Regions from separate parts of the Mus musculus genome. Here region 1 is linked to region 2. Evidence: chromatin contacts called from public HiChIP or PLAC-seq data. All regions are on one chromosome and are shown on one strand. The core of a region is the stretch at or near the end of the contact, and the rest is flanking DNA. Distances in the headings are between cores, read along the strand shown.

Region 1 (3,765 bases), core at 472-2,971, 520 kb after region 2:
AAATCTATGTGAAATTAATTTGTTCTGAGATCTTTACACATATATGCTCAATTTGCAAGTGGCATGGTGAACTCCTCCCAATTTTAATTAATTAGAGCTGGCATTGGAGATGGAATATTTATTTATGGACCAGGTGCAATTAAGGAAGAAGGGCTATGCTCACCGAGAGAATGCCAAGAATACTGCAGCGTGTGAGTGCGGCTGACACTTAGAATCCCAGAGCAGTTTAAACCCCAAGAGTCACTTCCTTCAGACTATCACAGAGGATCTAGGATAGCCGAAATCTGAAGCTATGTGCTTTTCTCAATTTTTTGAAAAGCTAACAGAGATGCTAGATTTTGTCTTGATAAGACTGCACTGGCTAGATAAACTATCGGACTGTTGCTCTGCCTTTGGCTGGGATTATGTTCATTCTTTATGATAATGTTGGTTATCTTCTCCTGACCAGATGCCCCAATTATCAGTCAGCTCTGTCTTTCATGAAAAGCAGGAAATAATTTTATTTTAATCATCGAGTTTATTTGGTCTAAGAGATTTCTCTGGAAACAAAGGGAAAGGGCGGGGCACTAAGGGAATTGATAATGGAAAGCCTTAAAAAGAAAAGATAGAAAAGCCCTGTTCTTGCCCCAACCCTAACAAAGAGGAAGATTGCCCAAGTGATTGTGCCAAGTTCACACCATGACTTATTAAAAGTAATTAACAGCAGTCTTTCTGGTTCATCAAAGGTTACTTGAGGAATAAATTTCGTAAGTTAAAAAGTGGAAGATCCCTGGAGACACTAAGTCTCAAGCAAGAAAGTCACTCAGAGGCTGATGTGTACTATCCAGGGAGGGTGGTGGTGGCTGGTGTCTCTCCGGGATGGATGGAGAGATCCATCGGAGGCACACCGTCACCAAGTCTCGGTGTCTGAGGGGTCCTGGCTTGCTCACCCCTATGGTAGGAAAGAAGGGATGATCAGAAATGACCTTTAGGTTTTTGAGTGGCAATTGAAAGGTGCTGTTTGCTGAGGAAGAGAGCCAGAGAGGAGAAACAATGTCGACGCAAATATTATAAAAATCGCCTCAGGAGACCTTGGAAGTCAGAGATTCTAAGATTTACTCCTGTCCCAAGGGTCTCCGGGATGTTTGTAAAGCCAAGGACAGAAAAGGACAAGGGAGTTCGCCCAGCTGGGTACCAGGCTTTGTGCCTGCGGTGGGAGATCTCTGCCCAAGGCAGACGCCAGGGGTCAGTGCAGGCCCAGCATCCCCAACTGGAGCGCCGCCGAGGTCTCCCGCCTTCAGAGCGTGTTCATTACGGAAAGAATTTAAGAGAACTCTAAACGGCAGATTCGTTTATGATAGCGGCATTTACAGGCAGTTGTAATTATAGTGTATGGAAAACAATTATTCCCTCCTAAAATTGCTCTTTTAATTTTCTCTTATTTGTCCCACAGTGAATGTTAAATAAGCCTCATTGCTTTGCAGACTGCATGGGATATGTGCACAGAGAGAAGCTCCAAAGAATCTGTTACGAACCACACACCACGCTAACCTGCCCAGGCGCGCTCACACACGTGCACACGCGTCCCTTGTACACTTGACTGGCAAGCTCTGCCGAGCACACTGGTCCAGCCTGAGGCTTCCCACCACAGTCCCATTCCATGAGCAGCTCAGGGACGTCACGTGGAAAGCTCCTCTCCACCCATTAGAACATCCACTGGGCGGTCCTCAGGAGCCACTGCTCTCTGAACCGTTCTTCTCCCTCCAGCGTCCCCGGACATGCCTGGTAGCTCCAAACTGTATTGCACCGTGTTCCTGGGTCAGACATTATTGCTCAACAAACTTTCATCAACTCCGTTGTTTACGATCCTTAGCGGCAAAGTCCTTTGTACTTACCAGTCTCCAAAGTTTGGCCAGTGAGAAAACAGTTCCTGGCTGTATATCCTGGCTATAGCTCAGGATAGTGCTTTCCCGGGGACAATCGCAAATTGAATACCTTCCCCAAAAATGCTAGTTTGCAAAGTGCGGTGTTTTCATATTCCAACCCCTACCAAAGAAAGTGGAAAAGTCAGGTTCCAGAGCTGAATGTGTCTTTTGGAGACTTCTGCTACATTCAAGCGCCTTGGCCAAAATGTGCTGCATTTCAAAGCGTCTTGGGACTTTAGAGAGGTTTCAAAGACAAGGGGCTCAGCAGAGGTCTCCAACTGTCCTTGATGAGAGAATAGACGTCTTTAGACTCAGACTGTGGGGCAGATGGCTGGGGATGGGAGACAAAACACATCTTCTCAGTCAAAGACCAACGACCTTTAATAAAAGAATTAGGCGGTGACATTACATAGGTTCTCGGGCCATCTTGGAGTGATTAATGTTGGTGGATGGAGGCCAAGCTCTATTAGGAAAGGATGTGGAAGGCAGCCTCCTTGATTAAAAAGTTTGCGTTGGAGAGGGGACTGTTTGCAGTTTTAGAGAAGTGTTACTTTTAATTGGTTGTCTTGGCCTGGAAATGGTCTTGATTGTTATAAAGCTCTCTCTGTTCACAGGAGGAGAGAGAGCAGGAGGAAGGAATTTCATATGAGGGACAGGAAAAATGAAAATGAAAAGGATGCTGGTGCCAAGTGAGCCTTCTGTTGGTGCTGGATGTTGGCAGACTGGACTCTTCTCTAGTCATCCATATTCTCTCTGTCTTGGCTTGAATGCTTAAGGGACTTCTGAATCTCTTTGTTTCCTGTTTTTACCACAAATGTATGAAATAGTCCTGAGAGTGCCTGCCACTTCTTATCTTAGTGGTCTTTTTGTTTTAGGTTTTTGGGTTTTTTTTTTTTTTTAACCTGTTAGGGCTGCTGTAACAAAGCACCAGAGGCTGGGAAGCTTACACACAATAAGAAGTTTACTTCTCACAGTTCTGGAGCCTGAGAAGTCTGAGATCATAGATGCTACCACATTCATTGTCTGGCTCCTTATAGTCAGTGCTTTCTCTCTGTGTTCTCACAGGGCAGGGAGACCAGCAAGCTTCCTGGCTCTGTGGTACAATCCCATTCTTTCACGAGGGTACTAATCCCACTCACAAGGGGTTTCCACTCAAGACACAATCATCTCCAGATACTGTCAAATAGGTGTTCATGTTTCAACACAGGAGTGTGTAGCCACGAGGCTGAGGGACCCAGAGTCATTGCCTCCATAGTACCCAGGGCTCAGAAGATCTGTAGACGGCACACCTGAGTTTTCCTTCTCCATGTGTCTTAAAAAGTCCTGTGAAGAAAACCAAAGGTGCTATTAGTAAGTAGATAAAATGCTCTTAAAGCGTAGATTCCAGGACTCCCAAAAGCAGTGATTCTTAGAAAAACATGTATGTTCGTAAAATTCGAGGATTGAAAAAGAACTAAAATGTATAGAAAAATAGAAAATGTAGTCTAGTGTATTCTTAAATTGCTTATACACAAATATATAAACAACACATATAAATCACTGTGTGCATTTATGTTTTACTAAGTTATTTAATTATTTAGTAATTAGCATTACTTAGTAATTATTTAGGACACACACGCACACACACAGGCACACACACACACACACACACACACACACACACACACGCCACCACCGCCTCCGCTGCCACCATGGCTTTAGAATGAACTATCCAAAGAAAGACTCTGAACGGAGTTTTTCTCTTCTAAATTTTGCTCAGATCCCATTGGTCTCCCAATCCTATTGTTAAAGGAGAAACAGAAGGACATTTGGATGAAATCTGAGGCTGGGGCTCTTTTTATTTTTTATTTTTTTCAAGTAG
Region 2 (3,226 bases), core at 705-3,204:
CTAGTGATGTAGTTCACTGTTCCTCTTGAAAAGATAATTGGGATTTGGATCTTAGAGCATTGTGTCATTCTCTGTGGCCTAACCTTAGAGAGCACCCTCACCTTTACAGAGCCACCTTACCATTCTTCCAGCCGCTGGTTTGCTGCCCACTGGATGCCCGAGATGTCTACACTGCACTGGGTTTGCCATTTCTCCCTGGTTGGATACAGCATACTCTGTCTCTGGGACCAATGTCATGGCAGTCTCATAGGACTGTCCTGGTTTTCTGAACTTTGCCCCTTTGTTATTTGTTTTTCTAAATTTAAACTAGGTCCCTTCCATCACTTCTCGGCCATTTACCTATGATCAAGTATAAATAAGCCAGTCCCACGTGAGCTTGCTTTTCTTCTTTCCCTCTCATCCTTTCTTCTGTCCTTTCTTCTTCCCCCTTTCCTTCCTCTCTTCCTTCTGTCTGTCGTAACTTTCATTAGAATAGGAAGAACTAGTAATGGGATCATCCCTGTAGATCCAGTATCTCCAGCCTCCTGCCTCCTTGTTTTCTGAGCTGGAAGATCAACATAAAATCCCAAGAAGAAAAGCCTTGTTTCAAGATTCCAGCTCCTCCCTTTGTGGAGTGCCATTCGTTAACTTAGCCAGCACACTGTCACTGCCTCTCTTTGGCATTTTGGTCTTCAGTCTAACTAAGAGCCAAAAGGCAAGACAATATTTCAGAGAGGCAACGATTAGGAGAAGGGGTCTGGGAGAGAACTACTTCTCTTTTATTGATCTTGTGAAAATTGTTTGAAGAATGATTCAGCATTTTGGGGTCTAAAAATAACAGCTTGGAGTGGCTTTTCAATTAGGGGGATATACTTTCTCTGAAAGGTTCTGTTGATCCTTAAATGGACTCTCCCTCCTTCCTTCCAAGGCTCTTTAATGAGTGGTGATGTGACAGGAGGGACAGCAACCTCCCTGACACCCTTACTTTCCTTCCCTCTCTGTCTAGGAGGCTGAGGCTCCAACAGAGCTGATGGGCAAAATTGTTGCTTAGTTGGGAAAAGGTAGTTTTATTAAGACTGGCACCATCAGAGCATAATGAGTTGGATTCCACCAGAATGCATGTTTTATCCCACTTAGCTTTTGTCTCAACCAGGAATTCCACATGGCCACCACTGGCTTTGAATCGACATTTGCAGGTACATGGACATAGGACCAAAGTCCAGACTGCCATCTTTAATAATAAGAGTCTTGCTTCAAGATTCTCTTAGTAGTCGGGTCACTGTGTTTAAATTACTTTTAAAATGCATATAATGTTGAGTATTGCATATAAGCTGAACACTCCTGACCTTGGCAAAATGGCTATAGGTGTTTAGTGACCTAAGGAAAGTAGGATTTGGTTTGTTACTTGGCTGTGGAGGTGTTGGTCTGCAGGAAAGGGTTATAATATAACCCTGTGTTAGCTCTTGGTGACTATATAGTATATCGAATGAGCAAACTTGTCTAGTTGCAAAATAAACTTTTCAGTAGTCTAGTAACAGATTTTAAGTTTACTCACAAAGAAAAGCTTTTTATACATATCTCAAATGTCAGAAGGCCAGCTGGAGATGTGGGGACAGCTAGTGGAGCCATGGGGACAGCTAGTGGAGGCATGGGGACAGCTAGTGGAGCTGTGGGGTGGATCATGGGTTTTGGTTGTTGTTCTGCTTTTGGTTTTGGTTTTTCCTGATGCTCTTGACCCGAATCTGTGACGTTAGAGATCACATGTGCTGCTCTCTTGTAAATTGCCTCTTTTCTCCTTACTAGAATGTTTTCTATAATAACCATATAAATGAAAGATACAGAGGCCATGAGACATGAACCAGCACCTATGCAGTCACTACATCGGAGCAGATGTTGGGTGTCAAGGCTGGTACTGAGTTCTGGGCAGCTCTGATGAGTAACAGGGACTCAGCACTGCAGAGTGCTGGTGACTAGAGACTTGCAGAGGCCCAGAGGGAGGGGCTTCTCTAACTGCTGAGTCCTGAGGGCACTTCCCCAACAACCTACATGCTGTGCTCTTGTATAAATTTTTGCTCTTGTATTTTATTTTTCTTTGCTCATTTGTCAGTTAAAAGGTGAGACTATTAACCCCATTTCATATTTTTGATCCTTCCGTTCCAGATAAAATATGTGGAAACATGCAAGTCACTTAGTGAGTGAAGCTCTTCCTCATATGTCCATCCAAAGTTATGTATTCTACCCACCTGCCATCACCAATGCTATGCTTGTAGCTCCCTACCAGTGACCTCATATGTCACCCCTCACCCTCTAGGTGACATTAAGCCAGCTGGGAAACTCATTGCTTCAGTTTCCTCCCCTGTAAAAAGAAGCTAGGAATACTGCCACCTTGTTGGGCTATCCATGAGGACATAGCAACTAAGCATCCCACGTGTATCAGACAGTCCCTAAGAGTCAGGTGGTACAACACGTGTTACGATATATGAATGAAGCTGCTTTCTCACCTTTAACATTATAAATTGCATTCACAATAGTCTTTGCTGTTAATTACAGTGAGTTCTATGGTGTTTGATCTGATGGTAAACCCGCAAGGTAAGATGATCCTCTCCTGAGCCTCTGGACTGCATAAATCAGGGGGTTGCCAGTTTGGTTTCTGATGCCTTGGCATTGACTGATCAACATTTGGTTCATTGGTGAGCATTTAAGAACCACCAGTGAGAGCACAAGAAATTAGCAATCCTTCATACTGTCAGGAAGCATTGAGATTGAGCTGTCAGGGGCCGAGGGTGAATGCTTCATTGGACTGAGCCACCCAATTGCTTGGGTTCTTTGTCTTTCTTGGCGTTCTTGGACAGAGTCCATTGAACTAGGAAGCAAGGACTTTGGTCATTCCATTTAATAGAAATGAACTTAAAAAATCCAGGGCTAACCACTTAGACATATTAAAAATAGGAGAACATTAGTTATTGATTAAACGCCTTTAAATATAAATCAGAACAGTACTGAGGCACAAAGTAGTATAGACCGTCAACTTTCATGTACAACGTTAACCATGCTTTTTGAGAGTTAGAAAAAAAATTCTTTTTTTTTTTTTTTTTTTTTTTTTAATTCATCACCATGGCTGTATTTATGAGGTACAGGGGCAGAAGTGACAGAAGAAAATGAGAAATGGAACATTTGGAGTGCACTTAGTAACAAAAACCTAAACTTTTGTGACTGTGTTTTATTGTTGTGTTGGTTCTTTTTTTTT

Evidence for each region. HiChIP or PLAC-seq counts read pairs in DNA pulled down with a chosen protein or histone mark.
Region 1: a contact with region 2 is called in an H3K4me3 HiChIP or PLAC-seq map of bone marrow-derived macrophages, with 6 times the contacts expected there. The contact joins two enhancer-like sites. A contact is called at or near these places in 2 of 484 Hi-C or Micro-C datasets (the HL-1 cell line and epidermal suprabasal cells) and 4 of 115 datasets of contacts at active chromatin or transcription factors (bone marrow-derived macrophages, embryonic basal ganglia, embryonic forebrain and 1 more).

What each region holds. Positions count from the first base shown.
Region 1 is chr9:48,265,605-48,269,369 of GRCm38.p6, forward strand. Gm51672 (a long non-coding RNA gene) reads right to left here. Exons shown (of 4, transcript XR_003948154.1): 4 at 1-3,227. It also overlaps a transcript of Nxpe4 not described here. Among named protein-coding and RNA genes, the nearest start is that of Gm51672, 17 kb to the right of the region's middle. Within about 2 kb of position 1,722, at least 146 of the 459 cell types and tissues checked have an H3K27ac peak or open chromatin away from gene starts, as enhancers often do. A contact at or near this core is called in bone marrow-derived macrophages, where this site is marked.
Region 2 is chr9:47,742,322-47,745,547 of GRCm38.p6, forward strand. All of the region lies in intron 1 of Cadm1 (cell adhesion molecule 1), which reads left to right. Among named protein-coding and RNA genes, the nearest start is that of Gm10677, 74 kb to the right of the region's middle. Within about 2 kb of position 1,955, at least 21 of the 459 cell types and tissues checked have an H3K27ac peak or open chromatin away from gene starts, as enhancers often do. A contact at or near this core is called in bone marrow-derived macrophages, where this site is marked.